Regions from separate parts of the Oryctolagus cuniculus genome. Here region 1 is linked to region 2. Evidence: chromatin contacts called from public Micro-C data. All regions are on one chromosome and are shown on one strand. Each heading gives the region's core, a stretch centred on a gene start, on an enhancer-like site or on the middle of the called end of the contact. The rest is flanking DNA. Distances are from core to core; before and after follow the strand shown. Region 1 holds the start of AMZ2 (archaelysin family metallopeptidase 2). Region 2 holds the start of WIPI1 (WD repeat domain, phosphoinositide interacting 1).

The links. A called contact is a pair of places that touch in the nucleus more often than the background predicts.
Region 1: a contact with region 2 is called in a Micro-C map of ear pinna, with 2.9 times the contacts expected there. The contact joins the promoter of AMZ2 here to the promoter of WIPI1 in region 2. A contact is called at or near these places in 2 of 6 Hi-C or Micro-C datasets (ear pinna and skin fibroblasts).

Annotation. Positions count from the first base shown.
Region 1 is chr17:11,385,388-11,392,854 of mOryCun1.1, reverse strand. AMZ2 (archaelysin family metallopeptidase 2) reads left to right here and starts at 4,546. Exons shown (of 10, transcript XR_011383406.1): 1 at 4,546-4,675; 2 at 5,082-5,168; 3 at 5,440-5,531; 4 at 6,033-6,315; 5 at 6,611-6,784; 6 at 6,879-7,007.
Region 2 is chr17:11,203,369-11,211,036 of mOryCun1.1, reverse strand. WIPI1 (WD repeat domain, phosphoinositide interacting 1) reads right to left here and starts at 5,564. Exons shown (of 13, transcript XM_070060406.1): 1 at 5,383-5,564; 2 at 1,154-1,236. The coding sequence starts at 5,462. LOC127484495 (a long non-coding RNA gene) reads left to right here and starts at 5,710. Exons shown (of 3, transcript XR_011383404.1): 1 at 5,710-5,956. LOC138846032 (a long non-coding RNA gene) reads right to left here and starts at 2,249. Exons shown (of 2, transcript XR_011383407.1): 1 at 1,797-2,249; 2 at 1,550-1,671.

The DNA.
Region 1 (7,467 bases), core at 3,297-5,796, 180 kb before region 2:
TCTGTGTGCTTTTGCTCAGTTCTTGGAGTTCTATATTCATATTCAGTTCTTCCACTTTACTGACTCACATGCAGTCTTACACACACACACACACACACACTCAGTTCAAAAAATTCACAAAAAAGGCAATTAAAAGGTTAACTTGGATGCAAAAATATTTTAATACATGCATTTTTTTCATAATATTCGTCTTCCATGAACTTTTTGAAGACTTCTCAGATGGATGACTTCAAAATAAACTTATCTTCTAATTCCCTTCTCCATGAACTTTTTGAAGTTCCTCTGTGTGTGTGTGTGTGTGTGTGTGTGTAGAGAGAGAGAGAGAGAGAGACTGTAGGGACAGATACACACATGCACACACACACACATCAGATTGTGGCAGCTTTTGCAAACTGTTTGAAGCACAGAAAAATAACTTGCCTCACCCAGCATCAAAGAATGACAACAGGCCGGTTCCAAAGGCCTTGCTGCCTGCTTAGCAGTCTGCAGCGTGATTACTGATAAGCATCTACTCGCTCCAGTAAATAGCAGCTGAAATAGAACCATAACACTGGTTCCCGGAAACAGTAACCAAAGTCACAAATCATAAATAATAAAGGAGAGAAAAATCCTCTTTTCACTTAATGGACTCAAAGAGTTCTTGTTTCTCATTTCTGCTAATGGCCCGTCTCCCCGGGTACCAAGCAGAGCTGGCTCATTACAGGCAACTCGAGCCTGTGTGCAAGCAGGATGTGGTCCAAAACAGTGCTGGTTTGGAAGCAAGAATGCGCCTTCTCCTGGAAACCAGTTCTTTCTCAGGCTGACCGGGTTCCCAGGTTTGCTTGCGCTCAAGCCCTTCCGTGGCTGAGCCTTGGATCTCTGAGGCAGGAGGGAGAACACAGGTCAGCTCCTGCTGCTTTGCAGGAAGCCCCAGCTCTGAGTACAACCAAACACTACGTTTTCTGTGTTCTCACCTTTTTGGCATCTAGATCCAGGGTCCTAATCCCCGGATGGCAGCCCTAATCTGCCTTTACCCACGCTGGGCTGCTCTCCCACCCAGGGAGTCTGTGATCCTAAAGTCCCCACCTCTCTGTTCCTGTTTTCTCACCAGATTTCCATTTCCTCAGGGCCACTGACATCAGCTGAGGGCTAGAGGAGAAACGAATGGAGTAGACGTGAGTTCATGCCAGCAGGTGGATGACTGAGGCCTTCTCAATCCTCTTAACACGTTCTCTTGCTAAAGCAAGTTGGTTGTGAAGTTTGAGAGCTGCTTTGGCAGCGAAGTAGCAGGATGGAAAAAGGGGACCTACGGGACCAGATTCGCACAAATACCCCTGGGGGGCGCTCAGGCTCCTGACAGTGGGGAGCCCCCTCTCTGGGAATAAGCTGTCCCTGCATCCATGTGGGAGACCCAGATGAAGCTCCTGTCCTGACTTTGGCCTACCCGTTGTGGCCATTGAGGGAGTGAACCAGAGGGTGGAAGACTTTTCTCTCTTGTCTCTCCCCCTCTCTGTAATTCTGACTTTCAAATAAATAAATAAATAAATCTTTATACAAAAGATTGCAGGCCCCATTAAGCGAACAAAAAAGATAAATGGAGAAAAAAGTGCACATCTATCTTCTAGATTTCAGAGCGCTGAGGAGAAAGAGGATCTAAGACCTTTTTAAAAATAACAGTTAAAGCTCTCAGCAGTAGTAGAAGGAAGAATCAGAGCAAACTTCACAGTTCTGAAGGGCAGTTATTTTCCACCTAGACCTTCACTCCAACTGAGGCAAACTCTCTGTAAGACAATGACAGCACAAACGTTTTCAGATATCCAAGAGCTCAAAATCTATGTACCTTTATTCCAGAAGGTTCTCAGGGATGTGCTACTGAAACCAAAAGAGTATGCCAACAAAGAGGAAGACACAGAGTTTAAGAAACAGCGGATCCAACAGAACAGAATGTGGCTGTCGTCCCACGGCGACCGTGCAGGAGGCCTACAGAGAACCAGTTTAGACCAGAACAGGGAGCGAAGGTTCCTAGTGGGGGAAAAAAAACTAAGGCAACCCATGTGGCTGGGCTATGCAGAAAATACTGACAACAATGTAACAGAGACAATGAAACATTAGAAAGAAAAAAAAAAAAAGGTCTGTCTCTTTCAATTAAAAATAAATAAGTGAGGGGTGGGGGAGAGGCAGGTGTTTGGTCCACTGAGTAAGATGCTGCTTGGGATGCCCATGTCTCATGTCAGAGTGCCTGGGTGCAAGCGCAGTGTCACCCCCAATCCCAGCTTCCTGTTAGTGTGTGCCCTGGGCCCTGGGTGGCAAGTACTTGGCACCTCCTACTCCTACTCATGTGGAGACCCAGCTCGAGCTGTTAGCACCTGGTTGTGGCCTGGCCCTGCCCAAGCTGTTGTGGGCATTTGAGGAGTGAACCACAGGATGAGAGAATCTCTCTGTATCTGCTCTTTTTCATTCAGATAAAAATACCCATAGTCCTCTTGGAAGTATGCTATGGTTCAACTGCAACTACAGATTAGTTAATGGACAAAAAAAAAAAAAAATTGGTGGTACAGAGTCACTGGAACACCCACAGCTCATTTCAGAGTGCTTGGGATCCATCCCCACCTCTACCTCAGATCCAGCCTCTTGCTAACGCACCTGGGAGGCAGCAGATGGTGGCCCAAATACTTGGGTTCTTGCCACTCATACAGGAGCCTGGGATGGAGTTCTTCACTCCAGCCTCGGCCTGGTCCAGCCCTGGGTGTTACAGGCATTTGGGGAGTGCATCAGCAGATGCGAGATCAATCTCTGTCTTTCTCTCTGTGGCTCTGTTTTTCAGATGAGTAAATAAACAGATCTGAAAAAGAAAAAAAAAAAGCCACGGCACTCATAAGAATGTGTCTGATCCTGAACTCTCAAAAAAGATCTGGGTCACATTATCTGTTTCATAAGTGAGGGGAGAAATGAGTAAGAGGTTAAGTCACCAGCACAGGCCACAGGCTGGTGAGCTGGGCTTCCAGAATTCAAACTATCTCTGTGCCTTCGGCCACACTGATGCTCGGGCTGGCAGGACCACGTGCAAGCATGTAGGAAAGCCACCACTTCTCAGGCCCTGTAGGAGCCATCCGCCAGCGTCCTCAGCTCCAAACTTTGAGAACAGCCATGATGTGAACGCATTTTATTGAAGTCTGCGTTCAGGTAACGGTGGATATGGGTACTGAGGGCAAAAAAATTTTTCAACTTCAAGATCCAGGAGGCTTATCAGTTCAGCGCGGTGCGCCGGCGCAGCACGCCGTGGCAGCGGCCATTGGAGGGTGAACCAACAGCAAAGGAAGACCTTATCTCTCTCTCTCTCTCTCACTGTCCACTCTGCCTGTAAAAAAAAAAAAAAAAAAAAAAAAGATCCAGGAGGCTGAGCAAATAAGGAGACGCTGAAGTCGTCACTGGAATTAAAAGATCTTAAAGTGAACTTGAAGCAAGCGTGTGTTATGTCCTGTTCCCGCAGACTGGGAAAGAGAAGTAGACTGAGTGAGAACCAGAGTATGGGAAAACGGCCCCACTTCCAGCGCCGCAGGTTGCTTTGCAGCGACAGGACAATAGCTGGGAAATGGAAACAGGAGAATTTCTGAGGGACGTTTGGGAGGGAAAATGTGGCTTCGAGGGAGGAAAGCTGCGCACCTTTCAAGGTGGAACCTTAGACCAGAACCAGCAGGAAAAGGTGGAGGTTTGGCAAACAGGGTTTTAAAGGGATAGGGCTTCCCAGGGTTCCTTGGAAGTTGGTAGGACAAACGGGGTGCAGCGTGGGATGAACCCCGGGGGAGAGTAAAAGGGGTAGGACAGGAGGAAGTGTGGGTGCGGGCTTGTGTGCGCCTCGCTGCACAGGGAGGGAACTCAGTGGCGTCAGCGGCTTGGCCACCGGCGGTGTCCTAACGTCCGATCAGCTCAGGACGCACGAGGGGACGCGCAGGGGCGTTCGGACTGGCACCCAGCTTCCCGCGGGCCCTGCGGACCAGAGCTCCAGGCTCTCGCCTTGCCAGTGAGAACCGCACGGCCCGCAGGCCTGAGCCACGCAGTCAGTTCGGCGCTAACGGCCGCGCGGCGGCGCCCTCCCAGCGCCCAGCCCGTCGTGGGCACGGGGCCGCGGGCGCGCGCTGCACCTGCGCCGGGGCCGCCGAGTCCGGAAGGGAAAGTCCGGCCGCGGCGGGGGACGGCCCGAGGCAGCGCGCGCCCAGGCTCCGCGTCAACCTGCGGCCACGGCTCACTGCGCTCCGGGCCTGGCCTGTGACATTAGTCACGCTGAGGGCATTCGCAATCTGGCAAACCCCGGCGGGGCCGCCGGGGAACCGCGGTCGCGTGACGCAGGCTCCCACGCGGGGCGCCTCGCGCCCGCTGCCCCGTGACCCAGCGGGGCCCGCGGGCGGCGCCTGAGAACCGGGCAGTGGCGCCCCGCGAGGGACAGCGGCAGACAGGCGACGACGGCAGGGGCGGCCTCGTGCGCCCCGTCGCCACCTCGCGACTCCCCACGCTGGGGAAACCAGCACGGCCGCCGCGCTTCCGCGCCGGCCCAGGCGGCCCCGCGCTAGGGGGCGTGGCCAATGGGGCGCGTGCGCGTGCGGCGTGGTCCGCGCGGAGGAGCGCGGGACGGGGCGCAGGACGCGCCGCGCGTGCGCGCAGGGGCCGCGGCGGGCGGCGGGTGTCGAGGCCCGTCGGGGTGAGGGGCGTGAATGCGGGGCGGGCTGCGAGCGCTGGGCCGGGGCCTCCTGGGCGGGGCCGCCCGGTTAGAGAGGCGGTCGGTGGGAGGGCGGCCGGGGCGGAAGCGGTGAGGACTGCGGGGGCGGGATGTCCCCGGGGCGCGAGGGCGAGGGGGGCTCTCCGAGGAGGAGGAGGAAGGGCGAAGCGATGGACGGGGCTGGGGGGGGGACCCCACTACGCTCACCAGCCAGTGTGCGAGGTGTGCGGAGTGGCTGTGGGCAGCCGGCGAGCGGGGACCAGCTGGTCTGGAGGCCCGGGGCAGCCCAGGTCCCCGGCAGCCTCCTGGGGCTCCATCCAGGTCACACCTGGAGGCTGGAGCAGGCCCCCTGACCCTTCGCACCGCCTTTTTTTTTTTTTGATGTCAGGGTGAAGGCACCCCTGCACGCCATGTTTCCGGACAAGCCCGTCCTTATAAGGTAAACACTCCCCTGGGCGCCTCCCCGCCCTGTAAGGTAGGTAGAATTCCGGAGTAGCTCTGGCCCTGCACTGAGGTCGCGTTTCAGCTCGGTTAGCTAGTGTGAGGAACACCCTGCGCCCGCATCAGCTCGCACGGCGGGAGCCTTTGATCTGGTCCTCTGGATTTCCAGAATTCGGAATAGACGTTAGCTTAAGTTTCCCCTGCAGTTTGTCAAACTGGAACAATGTAGGTAATCGGGCAGCGGGGCAGGGTGCAGGCAGACGCGCTCCAGACGGAGATGTTCAGTTTTTCCCTTTCTAACTCAGAGGGCTCGTGGTGGAACATGTTTGAGCCATTCCGACGGGAAGTTTGACAGCTCTGCAGAGGAACACGATGCGAATGGAAGAGCCCTGTCACCGTGAGTCATAGCACGCCTTCCCCGACAGGACTTTGAGGCAATACCCTTCGGTGCTGGAGCTGCCTCCTGGTAGCCGGCAGTTAAATTACAGAAGTGGCAAAGTGGCAGGGTTTACTTGAGTTCTCTGATCGTGTGTACCTCTGAGTCACATTGGAAAGGATGAGTACCTTTCATGTGGCCCTAATGAGTCAGCTCATTAGTATTACCCAACTAAAAAGAAATCAGATGCCAGTTCGTTCTCTAAGGGTCACCATTCGTTTTGATAGCAGAAGCAGGTTCCATAGGCAGTGACGGAGTGGAGTTGATGATATCTTTCCAGTGTCTTAGTTACCCTGCCCAAGACATCGAATGGCATTGAGATCACTGTCAGTGTGGCCACCCCAAGGCAGGAGCAGTCAGTCATTCCAGTCTAGCAAGAAATCAGAGATGTACGTGGAGGGGTGGTAAAGCCCCCAGTGTGGATACGCGTTTGCAGGTGACGACTCGTGTGTTTTTGGGTAGATGCAAATACTTCGGCACTCTGAACAGACCTTAAAAACCGCTCTCATCTCCAAGAACCCAGTGCTTGTGTCCCAGTATGAGAAATTCGAAGCGGGGGAGCAGCGTTTAATGAACGAAGCCTTCCAGCCGACCAGTGACCTCTTTGGTCCCATTACCTTGCATTCACAGTCGGACTGGATCACCTCCCATCCTGAGGCTCCCCAAGACTTTGAGCAGTTTTACAGTGATCCTTACAGAAACACACCCTCTGCGGAGAAGCGTAGTATTTATATCCAGTCCATTGGTACGTATGGGTCATGTGCTGGTTCGGGGTTGGTGCTGTTGTCCGGGGTAGTGTGTACTGTTGTTTGATTCCAGTAGGCGCTCTTAGGATCATTTTTGACATTCATTGCAGTGCCAGACATTTTATAGCCCAACAGACTTAAAATGAACATCGCATTGCTTTTCAATTCATATTGGCTTCAATGAATGATACAGTTGTATTGAAAATTTAGAGTTGATTTTGTTTCTAATTTCAGATTAAAGACAATATTTCACCCACCTCAAGGTGCGTCTTTAAATTTTCTCCCATTTTATAGGTGCTCTAGGCAACACTAGGATTATCAGCGAAGAATATATTAAATGGCTCAAAGGCTACTGTGAAGCATTTTTCTATGGCTTGACAGTAAAACTCCTCGAACCGGTTTCTGTTTCTGCGACAAGGTGTTCCTTTAGAATCAACGATAACACACAGAATCTACAGATTCATGCAGGTGAATTAAGCAGCTTTCCAGCGTGAACTGAGTAAGTCCAGATGCGTGTATCTGCGTAGCTCATATACACACGCACACGTTTCTTTTACAATAGGGCACATCCTGAAGTTCCTAAAGAAGAAGAAGCCTGAAGATGCCTTCTGTGTCGTGGGAATAACCATGATTGATCTCTACCCAAGAGATTCCTGGAATTTTGTCTTCGGACAGGCCTCTTTGACAGATGGTATTTCATTTTCACGGTGTTGGTAGAAACTGTCATGCAACTTGAGACTATTTTAAGGTGGCAAAAGGGAAAATGTTCCAACCAGTAATAATCTTGATCTTTGACACCGTATACTATTTTCAGTGAGGCGTCATGGCATAGTGGGAAGTTCATTGTTGAATTATGTGAACTTACTATGTCTTTTTTTTTTTTTTCATGAATATTTATTTATTTGAAAGACAGGATTACAGAGAAGGAGCGGCAACAAAGGGCAAGATCTTGCATACACTGGTTCACTCCCCTAATGGCCCCAGATAGCTAGGGCTGGCCAGGCCAAAGCCAGGAGCCTGGACATCCGTCTCGTGGGTAGCAGGGGCCCAAGCACTTGGACCATCGTCCTCTGCTTTCCCAGTTGCATTACCAGGGAGCAGGATGGAAAGTGGGGTAGCCAGGACTCAAACTGGCACTTGGATGCCAGAGT
Region 2 (7,668 bases), core at 4,315-6,814:
GTAAGCCCCAGAGGGAACAACACAGGACAGACGCACAACAAGATATTCAGGGAAATGGTGTCATGAAAACGATACCTTACAAGTAAATTAGGAGTCCAAAATATTTATCAAACCAGTGTCTTTCCAGAAAACCTTGAGGTTATATATTCATCACTAGGATGAAAGTATCAACTATTACACTGAGAAAATAGTCAATTTTTAAGCTTTTTTAAATTTTTTTTGGACAGGCAGAGTTAGACAGTGAGAGAGAGAGAGAGAAAGGTCTTCCTTTTCCGTTGGTTCACCCCCCCCCAAATGGCTGCTACAGCTGGTGCACTGTGCTGATCGGAAGGCAGGAGCCAGGTGCTTCTCCTGGTCTCCCATGGGGTGCAGGGCCCAAGGACCTGGGCCATCCTCCACTGCACTCCCGGGCCACAGCAGAGCTTTCATATTTTTTATTGTTTATTTGTTTGAAAGAGACTCACAGAGCCCCCATTTACTGGTTCACTGCCCAAACGCCTGGGAAAGGGACACAGCCCAGGCTCCCCACCTGCGCAACAGAGGCCCAACCATCTGAGTCCCCACCTGCTGACTCCCAGGTACACGTCAGCAGGAAGTGGCACTGGGAGCAGAGTCAGGGTTTGAACTGAGGCATTCTCACACGGGATGAGATCGTCTCAACAAGCGGCTGAACTGCCAGGTCAAACCCCACCCCGACCCATTTTTAATATCCACTAAAAGGACTTCAGCATCTTGGATACAGGCTATGGAAATCGAATAGGGTTGCTTTATTAAAACAAAGAAAATATTTCTGTGCCTGAATTCCACAGTGCCAATATAATGGCAGAAAGCAATCACAAATGACCTTTTGGTTCGACAATTATAAAAACAGATGACTGTGTATATAAATATGTGGGACAGGACCAATAAATATGATTCCAAAGAAAATGCTTGCAAAGAAAAACAGTTGCGTAGGCTCTTGTCACATCTACACGAGCATTTCATTGTGGTTTTTAAGCAAGGGGAGGTAAGGATTTATATTAACATCTGAAAAATGCTGACTCCTTAAGTGTCACAGTTGGTTAAGGAAGGAAAAACAGAAACCTCAAAGCACTGCTGATTAAAGACCAGAGGGAGGATTTCATGTCCCTGAGATCTCTGACACACAACTTACTGCTTCCGTGGACTTGGTCCAGTTGCTCCACAGAACTCAGAGAAAACAGCTTATAACCGGCTTTGGTTCCAATTGCGAGGGATCTGCGGAGGATAAGGACACAGAGGATGACAACAGATACCACTCTCCAGCCACAGAGCTGTCTGCAGACGTCCCTCCCCCGTCAGCCTCAAAAAAGCCAGGTGAACACACATCTCCAGGAGCTTATGGCATGGATGGCTTCCTACCTGGAGAAACAGGCCTTGTCAGGCAAGCAGGTGCCATAAAAGGAAAAAAGGTCAAAGGCAATTTGGAAAAAAAAAGGGGGGGGGATGATTAAGAGACATGAAACTGCCTGGGCTCTGTCATTAAAAAACATGTCAAACCTACCAGAATGTGTGTTCAGTATGCGTTCTCGCTGGGCAGACAGGAAAAGTGGAATGTTTAAGGATACTCATATAGCTCCGCCTCCAACACAAGTAGGAGGTCTTTTTGCTGTTTGAGACACACTTTACCAAGTGGTCAATTATTTTTCTTTCCTTGAAGAAATAAATATACATTCATAGTAGGCATCATGCTTCATTAGTAAACAAACTTGAACCGCTCCTTCCTCTCATCGGTTTCCACAAAAATATCCCAGATACCTTAAACCTGTGGCTCTCACCTGTGGCTGGACATTCAGCTCTGTCGGGAGCTTAAGTGGGTTTCTGTCAAGTTCAAGTACTCCAACATGCAGCCAGAGTTGAGAACTCTGCTTTACACCACAAAGCAGTCATCACAATGAACAGACAAAATAAAAACTAAACATTTATCTGGGATAATGTGGCTTTCTTATGTTTTACTTTTCAACCAATGGACAAAGGCAGGGTGTGAATCCAGGTGTCCCTGGCCTCGTGATGAAAGCAAATGAGTCAACTTTGTCCAGGGGCTGGGGATCCCAGCCACCTCCCTCCTGCTTGCCTTGAATGCCTCAGTGATGAGCAAAACCTTACACGGAGCACACTCCGCAGCAGTCTGACCCCGCGTACTTCCCAGGGAAAAGAGGATCCCAGAGCTGAAGTGCACCTTCACATGGTTTACTCCAACCTTCTCATAAAAAAAAAAAAAAAAAAAAAAAAAAAAACAAAAACAAGGACCAGCCTTGTGGCACAGCAGGTCAAGCTGCAGCTTGAGAGGCTGGCATCCCATATCCGAGTGCCTAGTTGGAGTCCCTGTCACTTTGCTTCTGATCCAGCTCCCTGCTAACATGCGCCTTGGGGGGCAGCAGATGGCTCAAGTACCTGAGCCCTGCCACCATGGGTGGACTAGGATGGAACTGAGTTCCTGGCTCCTGGCTTTGGCAGGCCCAGCTCCACCTGTTGCAGGAACTTGGGGAGTGAACCAGTAGACGGAAGACCTCTGTCTCCACTGCTCTGCCTTTCAAATAAACAAAAATAAGTGAAAAAACATTAACAACATCATGCAGAGGTGAGATTCGCCCTTCACAGGGAACCACGTACTAAAATAAGTAACTCACTACTGCAAGCCTGGATGGCCCAGGATCTTGTTTCACTAACCTAAAAAAAAAAAAAAAAAAAGAGTCTGTCACATGATTTTCCCTGGAATTTTTATCCTACCCAGACATTTGTTCTTCACTGGAATCTAGGGATATGCAAGGTAGCAGGTTCTGTCCCTAGTCCTCCAACCTGCTGAGCAGCTGATTCAGTTTGTTAGACATTCGTACAATGGCAGAAGTGCAGCTAGGACCAAGGTTTGCTGTCCAGAGCTATTTTTTTTTTAAGATTTATTCATTTATTTGAAAGTCAGAGTTACATACAGAGAAAGGGAGAGACAGAGAGAGGTCTTCTATCCACTGGTCCATTCCCCAAATGGCCAGAGCTGGGCCCATCTGAAGCCAGAAGCCAGGAGCTTCTTCTGGGTTTCCCACACAGGTGCAGGGGCCCAAGCACTTGGGCCATCCTCCCCTGCTTTCCCAGGCCATAGCAGAGAGCTGGATTGGAAGAGGAGCAGTCAGGATGCGAACTGGTGCCCATATGGGATGCTGGCACTGCAGGTGGAGGCTTAACCTCCTATGCCACAGTACTGGCCACCAAAGCTGCAGTATTAACCACACTAAACAGCGACTGGAAAAGCAGCCAGGAGCTGCTTCCTAAGGCTTCACCCTAGACTCTAGCGATTGCTGTGACATTTCCTTCACTTATAAAAACAAGCCATGCTCCTGACCACAAACAGACCGGATCAAGAAATCCAAGCTTAGACTCTGACTCATAAAGCCTTCCTATAGGAACAAGAGTCTCATCATCACACAGGCAAATGAGGGCTGGGACAAGTATGTGTTACCCACCAAATTACAAAATGTAGCTCAAGTGTCTAGCGCAGTGCGGCTCTAGGAGACTGGTGAAGGTTAGCCATCTTTACTAAGCTTCTCCAGAAATACTGGGTCCCAAACTCAGCCTACATTTATAGAAAAGCACACACCCACACATCTAAATGCGTTTGGGAAAGGGGCTTGGACTTATTTTAAAATCCAATGTCACACCCTTGCGGCGCAAAGCAACTGACGGTGACAAGAACTTTTATTTATAAGCAGCCAAAGCTGCCAGGAGGGCCCTCCTCCAGGCACACAGCACTGACAGTAGGGACTAAGAAAATGAACAGTTTCGAAAAAAACATTCTTGTCTAATTGCTCTAGGAAGCTGGGGTTTACTGTGGATTCCTTAATAAGCAGAATAAAAATTAACGTCATTTCCCCCCTAAATCCATTATCACAAAGCTGCACTTAGAATATTTACTACTTGGAAACAAACTAACTCGTTTCCTTAACCAGTGTTCAACTGGGAAGGAAAACATCACTGAGGCATTTGCACAGCCATACCCTCTTGCAAAATGTTTCTTACAAAACAGAATTTATCTATAACATCAGGTGGGTCTCAGCCCACAAGGGGATCCTGCAAACAATTCAGTGGGTGGCAAGCAGCTTAAAAAAAAAAAAAAGAAACGCCAGAGGGTTTTGCACATAATATTTTATGGATATTCTAAGTATACAGATCTGGGGGAATGTTGCAATATGTACTTCTCTTTGTGGGTTGTGGTCAAGAAATGCCTGGATGAGTGACTACTCACAACCAAGCCATGGAGCCACTCCATGAGTTGACTCCACATATGGCTTTTTTCCCAAACAAAGGCATATTGTTCCGGGCAGGCTGTTTTTAAACAAAAACACAGAGGGAATGGCAGCCAAGGTTGCTTATGGTACACGACGGCCTTAATTACACCACTGAATGTTCAATATTAGCACAGCCCAGCGACTGGCAGCCAAGGCACGGGAACAGGGCGGAAGGAAACTGGTACAGCAGGAAGTGGGAAAGAGGGAAGCGTCCATCCCTGCCCGATCTGCCTGATGCTGGGGCGGGGGGGGGGGACCCCAAGGAGATGCGACCCTCCAGGACGCGGGACACAGACAGGCGTGCGCTCCAGACAGGACCCTGCAGGTGCCCAAGTCTCAGTCCAGCAATTCCGGGTTGGTGGTGGCTTTTTTTTTTCTTTTTTTTTTTTTTTTTTTTTGGCCAAAGTCCAGATGTAGACATCCAAGTGAAACATTAAAAACCCACTCAGAAGCACACACAGCGAGTGGGCCCCGGAAGGGCTCCTGGACTCGGAGGAGACCTCGCAGGGCAGGGTGGGCGCTGCGGGCTCCCTCCACCCCCAGCCCCCGGGGCGAGACGCCCCGCGCCGCAGGGATAGGCTGCCTCTGGGAGCCAGGCCCTGCCCAGATGCCACGTTGGGATGCTCAAGGACAAATGGGAAAGTTTTCTCCGCACGGCCATCTCCCTGCGCCCCCGCCACAGCGTCTGGGGTCGGCAGGCCGGGCCTCCGTCCCCGCTCTCGCCTTCGTGTGGGACCCCTGCCCCTCCCGCCTCCCCGGCCGGGGTCGCGGCTTCCATGCCGCCCCTTCCCCGCAGTCCGAGTCCTCCCTCCACCCCTCCCCAGCCCCCTCCCTCTGCAGACTCCGGTCCTCCGGCTCGGCCCGCCGCGGGGCTGGGGGCTCGAACCCCGCCGCCGGGGGGGGGGGGGAGGGGTGGCTAACGAGACCCCAGCCAGGGCGATGCAGCCCCCAGCCGTCCCGCCCACGCCCTCCCGGGACGCAGGCCTGCGTCTCTCTCGCCGCAACTTGCGGTCTGGACAACACCCCTGGGTCGCGGACATTGCGTCCCCCTCTTCCCGGGCAGGGGGCCGGCGCCGCGGCTTACGTGCAGTCCTGATTGAAAGAGAAGCAGCTGAGCGCCGCCTCCGCCCCGCCGGGAGGGGCGTCCGTGGCCTCGGCCTCCATCGGGGGCTCGACCCGGGAAGCCTCAGCTCCGAGCCGGCGGCAGCCACCTCAGCAGCCCGCCCGCGCCGGCTCCCCGGCCGGGCGGCCAGCCCCGCCCCGCCCCTAGCCCCGCCCCGTCCCTTCCCGATCCGCCCCGCCCCTCGCCGCCCGGGCGGCGGGTCTCGCGGAAGCGAGCAGCTGACGGGGCGGGGCCCCTACTGTCGGCCACCATTGGCCCCGAGCCCATGCCCGGGGGGCAGGTGCCGCTCCTTTGGCCAATCCGCGGCGCCTATGGGCGGGCCCTCTCCCGAGCTGGTGGCCCGCCCCCGACTTCTCGTCGCGGTTTGCCATTGGGCGAAGGCGCGTGACGGAAAGGCTGCAGGCCACGTGGTGGTGTTTTCATTGCCAGAGCCTCCGGGTCGGCTGGCTGGGCTCCGGCACCTGCGTCCCTCGGACACCGCAGAGGAGACAAAGCGACGCGCTCGCTCCTGCCCCACCCAAACCGCCTGGCGAGTGTGAGTGTCTGCCCTTGACACTCAGAGCTCGGTAGCCAGCGTTGGACGCCAGGGCCGCGCCCTTCTGCGGAGTCCTCAAGCCGCTGTGAGCGAAGTGGCTGACTCGGGCTTATCTGTGGCCGTGCGGCTGCGAGCTCCTACTGCTGGGGAGACCATCTCCCCGGATCCTGCCCGGCCTTGTCAGGAAGGCGCGGCGGTGCAGTCCGCGGGAGAGCCCGCCGGAGCCCCGCGTGGCCGAACCGTGTGCGGGGAGTCCACGGTGCCGCGTGGGACCCCCGCGCCCTGCAAAGGACCAAGACCACGCCTGGCATCCATCAGGTTTACTTCATTTGGGACAAAATCCTGCACGTTGGATGAGCCTTGGGACTAGAAAATAAATCACCAAAAAATAAAAGCACTATTTCTCTGAAGCTTTTCTGGTTATATTTCCGGCTTGGGTTTTCTGAAAGGCAAAATGTAGCAGTTTCTGTTCTCACTCTCTTGTTCTTTCTCCCCACCTCCACCCTCACACACACACGTTCAGCGAGGAGATGCACAGGTGCTGATTGTTGAGCTGGGTGCCGTGTTGTCTAAGCTATCCGTGTTACTTGGAAAGAAAGATCTGGGTTCGTTCACTGAGGCGTCTTTGCAACCTTGCAAATCCAGGCTCAGCTCAATGCTGCGCTTCTCTCTGTTCTAGTTAGAAAACCGAGTCTGGCCGGCTAGGGGCTAGGTGGTTGGGAGAATTGCATAAAGTGTATAACGCTTTTTACAGAGGAAGCTGTTACTGTCGGTTTGCCATTGAGAAACTGGACTTTAGAGTGGGGAGCAGGTGTTTTGTGTTTCGTGATAAAAGCAGTGTCCTGGGCAGATAAACTCAGCCAGGGAGAGCAGGACAAATTCAGAGTGGGGAAAGTTCTAGAAGTCTTTGGGGGACTCATGTGAAATTCTGAGAGTGAAGGGGCGTGAGAGACGAGGCTCTGAGGGCAGCGAGGCCTGAAGGTTAAGACCAATCAAGAGTTGCTGAGGTGGTGCTGTCCAGTAGAAAGACAAAAGCCACAAATGTATGCTCCATAAGCAATTTTAAGTTTTCTAGAATATACACTTAAAAGAAATGGGCACAGCAATTTTACTGACAGCCGTTCATTTAAGAATAGCCCAAAAATGTTCTTTCAGGAGCCGGCTTTTGGTGGAGTGGTTAAGGCTGCCTGGTATCCTGGAGTCAGTTCCATACTGGGAGTGCAGACAGGGTGCCTGGGTTTGATTCCCGGCTCGTGCTCTTGATTCCAGCTTCCCGCTAAGGCACATCCTGGTTGGCTTAGGTCCTCACCACGTCCATGGAGACCTGGATTGAATTCCGGGCTTCTGGCTTTGGTCTGACCCAGCCCTGGCCGTAGTGAGTGTCTGGGGAGTGAACCAGTAGATGGGAACTCTCTCTGTCGCTCTGCCTTTCAAATAAATTGTATACATATGATTTTAAGTATATATATGATTTTAAATATATATTACTTGAGTTGATCTAGATTTTTTTTTTTTCAGAACGAAACATTTACGTGTGTCTCAGTTCAGCTCTAGTCACATTTGCATTGCTCACGTGGCCGGTGGCTCCTGCTCACTGGGATTTCGGAGGAGTGGACAGCAGGACGTGGTGACTGCTGGGGATGGAGTGTCGGGGAAGAATAGGGAGGAGTTTTAGGAAGGAGGAAGCCTGGCGTCCGGCTTTCAGAAACCAG